2 separate regions of the Mus musculus genome follow, and region 2 is linked to region 1. Evidence: chromatin contacts called from public promoter capture Hi-C data. All regions are on one chromosome and are shown on one strand. The core of a region is the stretch at or near the end of the contact, and the rest is flanking DNA. Distances in the headings are between cores, read along the strand shown. Region 1 holds the start of Rtl6 (retrotransposon Gag like 6). Region 2 has its middle 26 kb from the start of Prr5.

The links. Promoter capture Hi-C pulls out the DNA fragments that hold promoters and counts their contacts.
Region 2: a contact with region 1 is called in a promoter capture Hi-C map of cranial neural crest, with 3 times the contacts expected there. The contact joins the enhancer-like site here to the promoter of Rtl6 in region 1. A contact is called at or near these places in 7 of 39 promoter capture datasets (cranial neural crest, embryonic stem cells, hematopoietic stem and progenitor cells and 4 more), 1 of 484 Hi-C or Micro-C datasets (embryonic stem cells) and 1 of 9 other capture datasets (adipose tissue).

The regions. Positions count from the first base shown.
Region 1 is chr15:84,554,237-84,560,813 of GRCm38.p6, forward strand. It overlaps Rtl6 (retrotransposon Gag like 6), which reads right to left and starts at 3,587. Exons shown (of 1, transcript NM_177630.4): 1 at 1-3,587. The coding sequence starts at 2,957. The coding sequence ends at 2,226.
Region 2 is chr15:84,651,793-84,658,369 of GRCm38.p6, forward strand. No RefSeq gene overlaps it. Among named protein-coding and RNA genes, the nearest start is that of Prr5, 26 kb to the right of the region's middle. Within about 2 kb of position 2,594, at least 223 of the 459 cell types and tissues checked have an H3K27ac peak or open chromatin away from gene starts, as enhancers often do. A contact at or near this core is called in embryonic stem cells and stem cell-derived epiblast-like cells, where this site is marked.

The DNA of each region.
Region 1 (6,577 bases), core at 2,337-4,836:
CCTAGCAAAGCTCCTGACGGACATCTCCCAGGCAAAGGGCCACAGGATGGCCTTAGCACTCAGGCTACGCAGCCGAGCATTTGCCACCCAACACCCTGTCCCCAGTGTGTTCCAGCTAAGCCCCAGGCTTGCTCCCTAAGTCACGCTATGCCTATGCCAACTTCTCCACTGCCATTCACTCCCCTGCAAGCTGAAGCCCAGGGCATGCACATCCAGAAGTGGCTCTGTCCTCTGCAGCAACAGGCATCTATCTCAGGCCCGCCCAGATGCCCTAACACAGAGCATGCGCACCCTGTCATACAGAGCATGCGCACCCTGTCATGGATTTAGCCAGGGATAAGGAGATGGATCTTTGCTGTTTCCTCAAAGTCACTGAATGCTTTGGGACATGGAGATAATTCCAAGATCACAGTAAACATTGGGCTGGGAAGTCACCCAAATGCCAGGTCCCCCTGTCCATTAGACGCTGAGTACAGTGAAGCCCCACCTACCGGATGGGTGTCACAGAGTCTGGAGAGCGGGCACAGTACCGCCGCGACTGTCAATGTGGAGTGACACAACTCCTTCATAGACCAACTCCCCCATTCCCCTCTCCCTGTTCTCTTCTGAGCTCAAGCAACTAGAACCTTAAGATATGTACAAAGCCTCCCCCTCTTGCTCAGCTTTAGGTCCAGTTATCACAGTCTCCCTCTGGAGCTACATGGGCCTTGCACCTCATCGTCTTGGCTGGGGACAAACCACGGCCCCGACGAGAGCCACCATGGGCCCCTCAGCAACCAATCCCAAGTGTCTCTTCCAGGTCCGACGCAGAGGGCAAGCCTCAACCCTCTCTTGTGTGCTCCAGGCTCCAAGCCACAGAGAGCTATTGAGATGTCGGTCCTAAATACATGCATCAAGAAACAAAACCATTGCCAAGCCACCACCACCAGAGCAGAGGTAGGGACGGAGCCACTGAGGCAGAGTGGCCCAGGTGGGTCAGACCAGATGCAGCAGAAGGTAATGAAGCCACACCTGGAGACAGGCAGCCTGAATGGCTCTGAAGCAAAACCTAATGCAAATACAGCCAGCACCCATTGGTCCGAGGAGCCAGGGCAGGTGACCTGCCTCCCCGGTGGATGGGCCTCGACAACAACGTGGAAAGCCACAAAGAAACCTTCCAGTTGTCACCTGCCTCCACATACACCTCCTCCCTATCCCCCATTTTTTCTGGTGCAGCTGTAGCTTCACCTGGGGACCCCTCCACCGAAAGGTCATGCATGAGACTCAGCTGCTGGGGATAGGTGAGTACTCTCAGTGGAACCCCAGGAGTCTTCCACCTGCTTATAGCACCATAGTGCCAGCAGGGTGCCCTGGCTGTTCAGTGAGGCTGCTAGGCTAACAGAGTTAACAAGAAGCAGGTGGCTATGGGCCGGGAGCCCAGCGAGCAGCGAAGACTCCTGTCCTGGTCTTGCAAAGGTGGCTGTGCTGGTTAGTCAGTCACTTTTCCCAATGACGGAGAAAGTCTCTGGAAGAGGCCGGGTTCTAGGCCCCAGCCTCTGGGCTCCTGAGAGGAGAGAGATGTCTTTCCGTGGGTTCAGAGGCGGTTTTGTTGTTGTTGTTGGTTTTCTTGTGGTCAAGCCAAGACCATGCAGAGGAGGGCAGGAAAACCCAGGAGAGGTAACCCATCTCCCCAAAGGGGCCAGGTAGGTATGTAAACACAGTTCATTTGGCATTGAAATGACAGATGATGTCATGGTCCAGAGGCTTGGCTGAGTCTGATTGAGAGGTCATCCTCCTGTGAGGCTCTGCTCCTTGGGACTGGAACATGTGTCCACATGAGACCCGAAGCAGTTGGCCACTCCTCGCCAGTTCTTCAGCCTGGGGCAGCAAGAGCTGTAGGGAGTGTTCCAGGAGCTGAGTATCCGTGAGCTGAGCTCGCAGAGGTGGTCAGCCTAAATGGTTCCTGGGCAGGCACATGCCCAAGGGGCTGTGTTGTGATTGCTGGAGAAGCTGGGATTGCAAGCAACAGAAAGGGGGAGCATGCACTGAGTCGCGGGTAACGCTAACAAAACAAATACACGCCGCACAGCGGGGTGGGTGACCAATGCCGATGACAGGATGGTCTCCCGTAGACCAGAGAGGCGTGAAGGGTGCCTCAAACAGGGCAAAGCTACTGAATTGACAACTCTCAACAACGGAGTCTAGCTACCTGGGTGGACACAGACTACCAGGGTGGTGGCAAGTCCTTAAAGGTTCCGGCCACGAGAGGGCAAGGCTGGTGCGGGATTGGTCCCGTTGGAGGCTGGATGCACCGGGCAGGATCCTGTGCCAGCTGCGGCCAGTTGGCGACACAACATCTGGCGCTCCCGCTCTCGCTCCCGCACAGCCCTATTGGACGCGGATGTCTTCCGGATTTGTGCTCGCCTTGAGTGCCTCAGCGGGGACTTGTAGGTTCTGCGGAGCTCAGCCAGAAACCCCTGGTAATTGTTTCGCAAAGGGCTGTCTGGTTGCATGTGGGGGATGGCCCACTTCTCCGCCTCCCCAGTCAGACGGGATACCAGGAAGGCCACTCTCTCGGCTTCACCGGGGAAGCGGGAGGCTTGAAAAATCATGAACCTGTCCATCTGCATCAGGAACCCTGCCAACTGTCCAGGGTCTCCTGAGAAGGGTTCAGGCAGTGAGGTGGGTGGCGTGGTCATGGGTCGGGTCCCATTGGAGGTGATGGCAGAGATAGGTGGAGTAATCTGTAGAGCGCCAGGGATGCGCGCTCGGGTGCGCAGCAGAGTTAGTTCGGCCATCACACTCTCCAGCATGTTGGTGAGGTTGGCCTTCTCCGCCCTCAGTGTGGAGGCCTCGCGCCTCAGCGCGGAGTTGGTGAGGCGCAGAGAGGTCAGGGTGTCAACTACGTCATCCATCTGAGCGCTGGCACCAGGGGCAGAGGCTGGGCTTTCAGTTTTGGAGGTCCGAGGTTGGACCATGCTGGCGGCCAAAGTTAAGCCACAGGTACCTGGAGAACCAGAGCGCAAGGCCTTGGATGCTGAAGCAAGCCTGAGGACGCTGGTCCTGTCCTGGATGCAGTTCCTTTCTGCAAGCTTCGCAGGATCAAAGTGTGGGTCGCTGGCTGGACCTGCCCAGGCCCTGAAGGATGCTCGAGCTGGATAGCCCTTGTAGAATGCATAGGCTGGATCTGCCCAGGCCTTACGAGATGCGCGGACCTGCCAGACTTTGCAGGATGCACCTGCCGGAGCTCGGGCTGCGGATGCAGGCACTGACCACCGGTGCCATGCGACCACCCGCGCGTGAACAAAGGCGTCGGCACCTGGGCTGGCCCAGGCTGGGCGGCGTATGTACCTGTCGCTCCGCTGCTCCCTCCGCTGCCAAGATGGCCCGAGGGTCGAGGCCGCGCCCGGCCTGTACGTCACGGAGGCCGCCGGAACTGCTTTCCGGGCAGCGGCGGCGGGGGTGGCAATTCCTGCGGGGCTGGCTTGACCTGGTCCCGGCGCTGCGCTGCGCGGTCACCGCGCGGTCTTTGTGCAGGCGCGGCCAGCTAGACGGCCGCTGGGAACCTGGCAACTGGGCCAGGGCCTGCTGGTTGCCATAGAGACCGCTCGCTCTCGGAGCAGCGGCCGGGACCTTGCCTTCCGGAAGTGACGCACCTGCGCCTTTCTCAACAGCCTATTAGCGAGGAGCTTGGCTTCTGCCAGCTGAAATCTTGGAAAGATTAGCTTGGAAATTAGATAGTCTTGGAAAGATTATCTTCTTTACGATTCCTACCCAGGCCGCTCGCGGAGCCTCTCAGAGACAGTATCTTTTTTTTTTTTTTAAGTGAGATTGATTTTTCTTCCTGTGATTTGAACACCATTCGCATGAACTGTATGATCATGGTAGCAGATCTTGACAAGAAAACTATTTTTTTTTTTTTTTGAGGCAGTCTCCTGTAAACCAGACTGGTCTGGAAAACTCAGAAAGTAGCCAGAAATGACCTTGAACCTCTCCTGCCTCTACATTCCCCGTGGTGGATTGTGGGAATTCAATACTGGCTCTGAACCCACAATGTAGCCAAGGATGACTACGACCCTCTCATCCTTCGGTTGCCACCCCGGGTGTGCTGGGGTTACTTGCTCTGAGTGCCATAGCCCTCCGTGCACAATGTTGAAGGTTAAACCCAGGGCCTCATGCTTGCAAGCATGCCACCACTGAGCTGAATCCCCATCCTTGGAAACGTCTTTCAAAAACAAAGCAGAAACATTACAGTTCCCCTCAGTGTTCTACACGCGCGCGCGCGCGCGCGCGCGCACACACACACACACACACACACACCATCTTGTTCAATAGTCCACCATTTTCCCATTAGTATCCTAATAGGAAACATTGACTTTTGTGCCTTGTAGATGGTCATGTCTCCCTAGTCACATTGAATTTTGAGATTTTCCTAGGGGAGGTAATACAGAAGCATGTCTTTCTATTATTGCCTAGGGCTTCACCGAAAGCCTGTGCTACCTTTTACTCCTGCCTGCCCTCTTGATAGATGGCCAACTTACCTTACACGCTGAATTTTGTGAGCATAGTTTATGTGAGTCTTAGCCCCTTCCTCTGACAGTTGTTCCTCATGGTCAGTTCCATACTGGGATAAACTGGGAGAGACAATACCATCTGTGAAGCCCTCCTATGATGCAGTCTAGCGAGAGTGACTGCAGGTGGGAGACAGACCTGGGGTGGAGATGTGTTCATTCGGTCTATAGATTTTGGTCTTGGAGTGAGGGATTGTGGCTGAGGGTATCCACACTATGAGAGTGTTATAGAATCTAATGCTGTGCTCGTGAGGGGTGGCCCCTGGAAAAAAAATCACACCACACTACAGACCTGGTGTAAGGAGGTTTATCTGGGGGAACAGAGGGGAGTGAGGACATGGAGAAAGGTTAGAAGGAGAAAGACAGGAGTAGAGCCATGGGGGCAGAGAAGGGGGGCAGAGGAGGACAGAAAGGAGAGATAAGCCAGCCAGGAACACATGGGAGTAGAGAGAAATGGAGAAGGGAAGGGAGGGAGAAGGGGAGAGGGAGGGAGAGGAGAGAGAGAGAGAGAGAGAGAGAGAGAGAGAGAGAACTGGGGTAGCCCTGCCAGGCCACCTGCACCTGGTAGCAGGCAGGTGATGACGTAAGCCTTTGCTAGGTTCCAGGAGGAGCCTAGCAGAACTGCCTGTGGTAGGCTAGCAAAAAGAACTCTTGCATTCCCTTGCTCCAGACTGTATATTTTCAGCCATCAAGAACTCTCCAGAGCATGAAGCAAGAGAGGATAGGACAGTGTACCCTCATGCCACTTCTGCAAGGTCTCCAAAATCAGGGGGAGGCAGGGGCTGCTGTCACCTTGACTGAGGCCAAGGAGTTCAAACTCAAACTTGTTCTGGATTGGGCTCCCTCTTCACCCCCCCCCCCACACACACACCGTGTTTCTGAACATACCTGGGCATCCATCCCCTTGTGTGTCAGGCTCTCAGAACCACAGTGGTACCTCCCAGGTCCCTGGATGCTGTGGGCTACAAAGGGGCTGCAGTTCAGCCGTGATGGACAGTGTAATTCTAAGGTCCCCCAGTGCCTTGGAGAGAAATGCCATATGTTGCTGAGAAAGTTCCACAATAGCCTCACTCTTCAGTTCCAAGTGAGAAAAATTTTCTATTGAGCATGTACTGAGGAAAGTAAAAGAACAATTTGCACGCAGCAAATACAAGCAGCAGGCAGACAGCAAAACATCGGCAAATCAGTGCTCACAGAACCCAGCACAGGCATCTGGAGCAGCCTGGTTGAGAATAGGCCAAGGTAACAGCATCAATGATGGCTGCACTGGCTGGTTTTGTGTGTCAACTTGACACAAACTGGGGTTATCACAGAGAAAGGAGCCTCCCTTGAGGAAATGCCTCCATGAGATCCAGCTGTAAGGCATTCTCTCAATTAGGGATCAAGGGTGGGAGGTCCCATTGTGGGTGGTGCCATTTCTGGGCTGGTGGTCATGAGTTCTATAAGAGAGCAAGCTGACTAAGCCATTGGAAGCAAGCTAGTAAGCAGCACCCCTTCAGGGCCTCTGCATCAGCTCCTGCCTCCATGTTCCTGCCCTGTGTGAGTTCCTGTCCTGACTTCCTTTGGTGATGAACAGCAATGTGGAAGTATAAGCTGAATAAACCCTTTCCTCCCCAACTTGCTCTCTTGGTCAGGATGTTTGTGCAGGAATAGAAACCCTGACAAAGACAACGGCTGAGGATGCCCCGCCCAGCAATGGCTAGAGAAGAAACACTTAGTGAGAACTCACTTGCAATCAATATGCTTCCTGATTCCCACTTCCACCATAAGCTTGTGTGTGTGTGTGTGTGTGTGTGTGTGTGTGCCTCTGGGTTAGATGATTTTAAGATCCTTAGCTACTGGCTGTCTTCCTTTCTCCTGAGCTGAAGCAGGGGCCAGATTGCCCCAGGACAGGGAGTTTTAGAGATCCCTTGAAATGAACATGCTAGGGTCTGGCACAAAGGAGCCCCCCTCTACTCCCAGAGTCAGCCTTCAGTAACCTTGAACAACACAGGACAATTTGCCAATAAAAATGAAAGAAAGAAAGC
Region 2 (6,577 bases), core at 1,344-3,843, 97 kb after region 1:
ATAACTCCATCTACCATGGGAATTGACACTATCTTCTGGATTCTTAGAGCCCTACTCATGCGTACACACAGATAGTTAAAGATAATAAAGATGGAAGTAAATCATTAAAAGAACATACAGAAAAGATGGCTACCTAAACATAAGCATCCCGAACCGGGTGGTGGTGGCGCACACCTTCAATCCCAGCACTTGGGAGGCAGAGGCAGGCAGATTTCTGAGTTTGAGGCCAGCCTGGTCTACAGAGTGAGTTCCAGGACAGCCAGGGCTACACAGAGAAACCCTGTCTCGAAAAACCAAAGAGAGGGAGAGAGAGAGAGAGAGAGAGTTAGTTCAATCCCCAAGCAGGGCATAAACCAAATGTGGGGTACACACTTGTAGTCTTAGGCCTTGGGAAGCTGGAGGTAAGAGGATCAGGAGTTCAAGACCATCCTTGGCTCCCTAAGGAGTTCCAGACTAGCCTTGGATACATAAGACTCTTCTCAAAAGGAGTTAGAGGCACTGGAGAGGTGGGTCTATGTTTAAGAGCACTGACTGTTCTTGCAGAGGACTGGGATTTAGGTCCTAGCACTCATGTAACAGCTTACAACTCTCTCTAACTCCAGTTCCAGAGATCTGATACCCTCTTCTGACCTCCACAGGCACCAGGCACACAAGTGGTACACAGACATACATGCAGGCAAAATACTCATACACACAAAATTTTATATATACATATACACACATATATGTAAATATATAAACACACACACAAACACACACACATACATATGAAAATGGCAGGGCATGGGGGTATACATCTTCAAACCCAGAACTTAGGAGATAGAAACAGACAAATTGGGCTGGAGAGATAGCTCACTGACTGTTCTTCTAGAGGTCCTGAGTTCAATTCCCAGCAACCATATGGTGGCTCACAACCATCTGTAATGGGATCCGATGCCCTCTTCTGGTGTGTCTAGAGACAGCTACAAAGTGCTCATATAAATAAAATAAATCTAAAAAAAAAGAAAAGAAACAGACAGATCCCTATGTGTTTGTGGCCAGCCTGATCTATCTAATGAGTTCTAGGTCAGTCAAGCTTACCCTAGTAAAATCCTGTCTCAAAAAACAAACAAACAAACAAACAAACTTTAAATGCCACATTTCTCTGGGGCCACTAAGAAAGGCCAGTGTAAGAAAGGGTACAAGGATGGAGGTCCAAAGAAAATCAAGCAAAGCCCAGAAACTCCAGATCTGAGCAAGGCTCATCCCATGTAGGAGACAAAACGAAGGCTTTGGATGAAGAGCTAACCGGGTGTGAAGACACACAGGCTGTCAGGTAGACGGAGGTCTGGGGGTTCCCTTGTGGGGCATCTCCTTCCCCATCCCCGGGTTTTAAGCAGTGCAGTGGCAGAGGGTAAGATGGGGCCTAGAATTCAGAAACAGAGCTGGGAGTCCCGCAGGGTTATGAGTTTTCATGCTCTTAGATTCCAGGAATCCGCTCAGTCGAAAGGTGAAGAATCCAGTGTAGCGACCTCCTCAGCCACACAGCCAGCTCAGCCCTTCTGTGCCAGGGCTGGGGAGGGCTGACTGAGGACATGAGGCTCCGCTCAGAGGAGAGCCCAGGCTAATGAAAGTCTTTATCTGGCTCAACTTGGCTCAGCTAAACCCTGACCATCAAGTAGGCATTATAGGCTCTGCAATAAAATAGATAAAGAAGAGGCGGGGTGTGGGGGTGCTATCTGGAAATCAAAGTCAACCTGAACTACATGTGACCCTATCCCAAGAAATCAAAATAGAGTACCCCCGCCCTCTGGTTTTTCCAAGACAGGGTTTCTCTTGTAACCTTGGCTGTCCTGGACAGGCAGATAGAGTTCAAGGCTAGCCTGGTCTACAGAGTGAGTTCCAGGACAGTCAGGGCTACATAGAAAACCCCTGTCTTGAAAAAGGAAAGAAAGAATTCTAGGGTTATGGATATATAACCATCTAAGCCATCACACAGAATCTATAACTTTGTGAGGATCTCAAGCAACCCAAGATAGCTTTGACTCTGCTCTATAACCAAGAAGGACTTTGAACTCCTGGTCGGTGCTGGGACCCTACCTGGTTTTATGCCATGCTGTGGGTGGAACTTGGGGCTTTGTGTGTGCTAGACGAGTATTCTACCAACGGAGCTACAGCCCCAGCCCCAGAATTAAAAAAAAAAAAAAAAATTTTAAGGACAAATGTCTTCAATAGATGCAAAAACGAATAATCCTCAAACAAATTAAAAAAAAAAAAGGGATACCCCACCAACCGGTAAAGAAATTCCAAGAACGTATAGACTAACGTCACAGTAAATCGGAAGCTTTCTCCAGCAGCCCGGCATAAGACATGGATCTCGGCTCTCCCCATTCCCCCCTTGATCCGGAAGCGCTAAACAGCCTGTATGTTGCTCGCGTAGGAAACCTAGAAGCGTTCTACAGAGCCCTGGCTCTGTGGATAAAGCACCGAACGGACCCGTTGAAAGGTCTGGGATGCTGACGGCAGGCTGGCTGCAGGCTCTCCAAGAAGCCAGCCATCTCAGGCCAACTGCGCCTGTGCTGACTCTACATGGAAACCTGAGAGCAGCCGCGGAAGGACAGATTGCTGGCAGGATGCCAGACCACAGCCTTCGTCACTAATCCCACCCTGGGACACAGGATGTGGATGAGTGGGGGGAGGCGGGGCGGGGCGGGGGATGGGGCAGCTGCCTGCCGGGCTTTCTGAGTGTGCATGGAGGAGGGAGCTTAGACTCTTTATCATCAAGTTCTATGTCTTGGGGTGGGGGAGGAAGAGTTGCCGGCCAGAGCTGTTCCCATGGGGATGAAGGAAAGGTGCCCATCCTGGAACCAGGGTCCTGATCTCCTCATCCTCTCAGGCTCTTCTGTGGGGACCCAGGGTGGACACTCACTGGCAGGGCAGCTGAGGACTGCAGGATGACACTTTCCCAGGAACTGTAAATCTGTGAGCCTGCTGTTGAGGGAGACTTTCCCTCAGCTCTCCCTAGCGGACAGAAGCAACCCAACCCCTATGGTAGCAGTTCCCAGGCTATGGGGGGAGGGGAAGTCGCATTGCAGATATCCTGCATAGCAGATATATTCCATTACGGTTCATAGCAGTAGCAACATTACAGTTATGAAAATTTAAGTTAAGCATCAACAAAGCAATCTTAAGGTTGGGGATGACCACAATGTGAAGAACGAAATAGAAAGGCCACGGCGCTAGGAAGGTTGAGAACCACCGCATGGGCTTCCAACATCACAACCTTGATCATAGCAACTGGCAGAATTAGCGTTTAGGCCTCGCTCACCCTGCTCTTCAGCCCTGCCCTTCAAGCTCTTCCGAGCAACTGGGAGTCCTTCTGCATTCCAACCCCAGCTTCCCAGCTGCAAGGCTTCCCTGTGGGCTTGTTACTCAAGTTAAGGTCTGGGCCCTGGCAGCCCCCCCAACAAGCCAAGCTCAGCAAACTGTCCTCGACAAGCCAATTAAAGACAAGCAACACGCAGAGAGGAGAAAATAGGAAGTTTATTCAACATAGCCATGTTGGGAAGGTGAACGCAGAGGCCCAGGGACTGCTTCCTACTCAAGGCCATCTTCTGTGTCCTAACAAGATATTTAGGCTGACATAAAGGGGAAGAAGTGTGCATAGCCAGGCAGTCCTGGTCCAAGCGGGGCCCCGCCTACCATCATTGTCTGCGTCTAGTCTCTTCTGCAAGGTGGTCTGATAAACTATGAGGACCGTGCAGAATCTCTTCCTAGGATGCAAGCTCCTCCTTGGGTCAGCTCTAGGAGTCAGCTTTGTTCTTTTCCCAGTGTGAAACCCCTGGGAATATCAATATCCCAGAATCGTGGGGTGCATTATCTCCATAGTCTGACAGCCAAGGGGAGGGGCTCATGAGTCTGTTCGGAATAGTTTTTATCCTGACAGATTGTCACAAGCTCAAGGGTAGACGTGGGGGTGCGGGGGGCAATGTGGAAGCCTTCAGAAGTCCTGGGCCTCTGAGGAGTTGCTCGAAATATGACATTTGGCTTGTGTTAGAAGGGAAAAGCTTCCTGGTATGAGCTCATCTGGGTGCAGTTCCTTCAGCTGCACCCCAAGATGGAGCCATGTTGCTCAAAATTCCTCACTGGAGGAAATATATGAATAATATCTATCTCTCCCTCCTCACAAGCTCCCAATGACAATTCATGGGTGTATGAAGCACAGGGGACCCCAGCCCATCCCCACTGAGCAGTCTACACTCAACATGGATGATAGCCACTCTGTGTCTGTGAGGAGGGAACATTTTCCCCTTGCATGGGGTTTGGGGTTTTGTTTGTCAACTTGACATACCCTAGAGTTATTCTGCATGAGGGAGACACAATTAAGAAAATGCCTCCATCAAATCTGGCCTGGAGACAAGTCTGTTGGACATTTTCTTGATAGATGATTGAGGTGGGAGGGGCCAGACCTCTGTAAGTGCTGCCACCTCAGGCAGGTGCCCCACCCCCCACCCCCGGTTGTATAAAGAGCAGGCTGAACAAGCCATGGGGAGCAAGCTAGTAAGCAGCAGCCCTCCATGGCCCTGCTGCCATTCCTGCCTCCAGGTTCCTGACCAACTTACCTTCATGGTGGACCACAGGTGTAAGCTGAAATACACTCTTTCCTCCCCAAGTTGCTCTATAGGTCATGGTGTTTATCCCATCAACAGGAAACTAACTAGGACAGAAACTGGCTCCGGAGTCATGGGGTACCGCTGTGACAGACCTCACTATGTCGTTCTGGGGATAACCCTGTGTTTGTTTGGAACTACAAGTTAGAAAAGTCATTCAGGGCTCAGAGCTTACCTGGACCTTGCAAGGTAGGAATGCTGAAAGCAATGTAAGACGGCAGAGGCCTGACTGCCAAGTATTCCAGGGAAGGTTGAGAGTCCCTCAAAGATTCTATTGGGGCTGTTCATATGATATATTTAACTTAAGCATCTGTTGTTTTGGACTAGAATGATAACTCCGTGGTTAAAATCACGGCTACTCTTCCAGAAGACCCAGGTTCAATTCTCAGCACCTACATGATGCCTAACAACGATTGGTTCTAGGGACTCCAGAACCCTCTTCTGGCCTCTGGCAGTACTGCATGCATGTGGCACACAGACATATATGCAGGCAAAACACCCATACATGTAAAAATGAAAATAGATAAATCTTCAAAAAGGAGAGAGAGAGTTTTTCTGGTTAGCTGAGGTTGAAAAAATCAGCTGCAATTAACAAGAGACCAGAGTGCCCCATTCTTCCACAGCCTGTATACTCTAGACCCTTCCTGAGATCCCAAGGCCACCTGCAGTTAGGGTAGAATCGCATACAAGAAGCTGGATATTTAGCTGAAGGGTCTAGCATCCATCCCTGTCCTATCTTTTTAGAACGGCAATGGTCAACAAGCCCATCTGTGATGACCTTTTGCAAGCAGACACAGCTGTTCTTATGGAAACGGTGGTTGTCTTATTCAGAGAATGCTGTTTTACCTTCAGAGCCCAAGGGAGAACCCAGAAGTTTCAGAGAGACACAGCCAGAGACTTCTCTGGCCTGGAAGCAGAAGGTAGAGTCTCAGATCTAGCTAAACCCTGGGATCCCACGGGTCCTTTGCTCCTCTCACCAATATGGGCACAGGTGAGATATGCAAGTGTGGATCGCTCATGTGAGGGATAATTGCAAGGCATGGGCATGAAGCATCCACACAGAGCACAGGTGAGATGCACAGGTGCAGGACACAGGCCCTGGGGCACAGGTGTGAGGAACAGATGTGAAGCACAGGTGCAGGGCACAGGTGCGGAGGACAATTACAGGTGCAAGGCACAGCTGTAGGACACTCGTGCAAAGGACAAGCATGATACACTGGTGTGGAGGGCAGGTGGAGAAGGGCACAGATGCTACACTCAAGCACAAACAAAAGTGATTTGTTTCTGTAAGCCTACAGGGTATGGCCATTCAGCAGGCATTTCCACCTCCCCCCCCCCCCCCAAGCATCTACCATGCAGTCTGCAGAGACACAGCTGAAAGGCTGGCTGGCTGCTTTCAAGGACTTTTCATTCTAGAGGGAGAGGGGGAGGGAAAGAGTGCATCTCAATAGCTGCTCCTCTCATTGTGCTCCAGAATTCACAGCGTGGCTGCATGGCCAAAGACCAGTTAGGCAGTGTCCCCACGCCCAACCCCTGCACATAAAGAAAAGCCAAACCAAACCCAGCAAATGGGACAACAGTCAAGACTCGGAGGTTCAAACGCAGAGGTCGGGCAGAGCAAGAGGAAAGATCTGCAGAAACACTCCTTCCTCACCAAGCCTTAACCCTCTTCCCTTCTTCAGATCCCAGCACGCTGCACAGCTGCCTTTGCATCTCAGAGCCTAAGTGTGCAGGAGGGACTCCCCAACTGGAAGGAGACCAGAAGTGAGGCCGTGGTCCTCCTGATGCTGGAGGAACTCTTCCCGGAGAGGGACACTGGACCTAGTGGGTTCCAGTCCTCCCACTGGGTACTGGGGCACTTGCGAAGTCAGCCTTGCTTTCCTTTTTAACCCCTTTGGTCCTTTAAATGCACGTGACATTTAAATAAT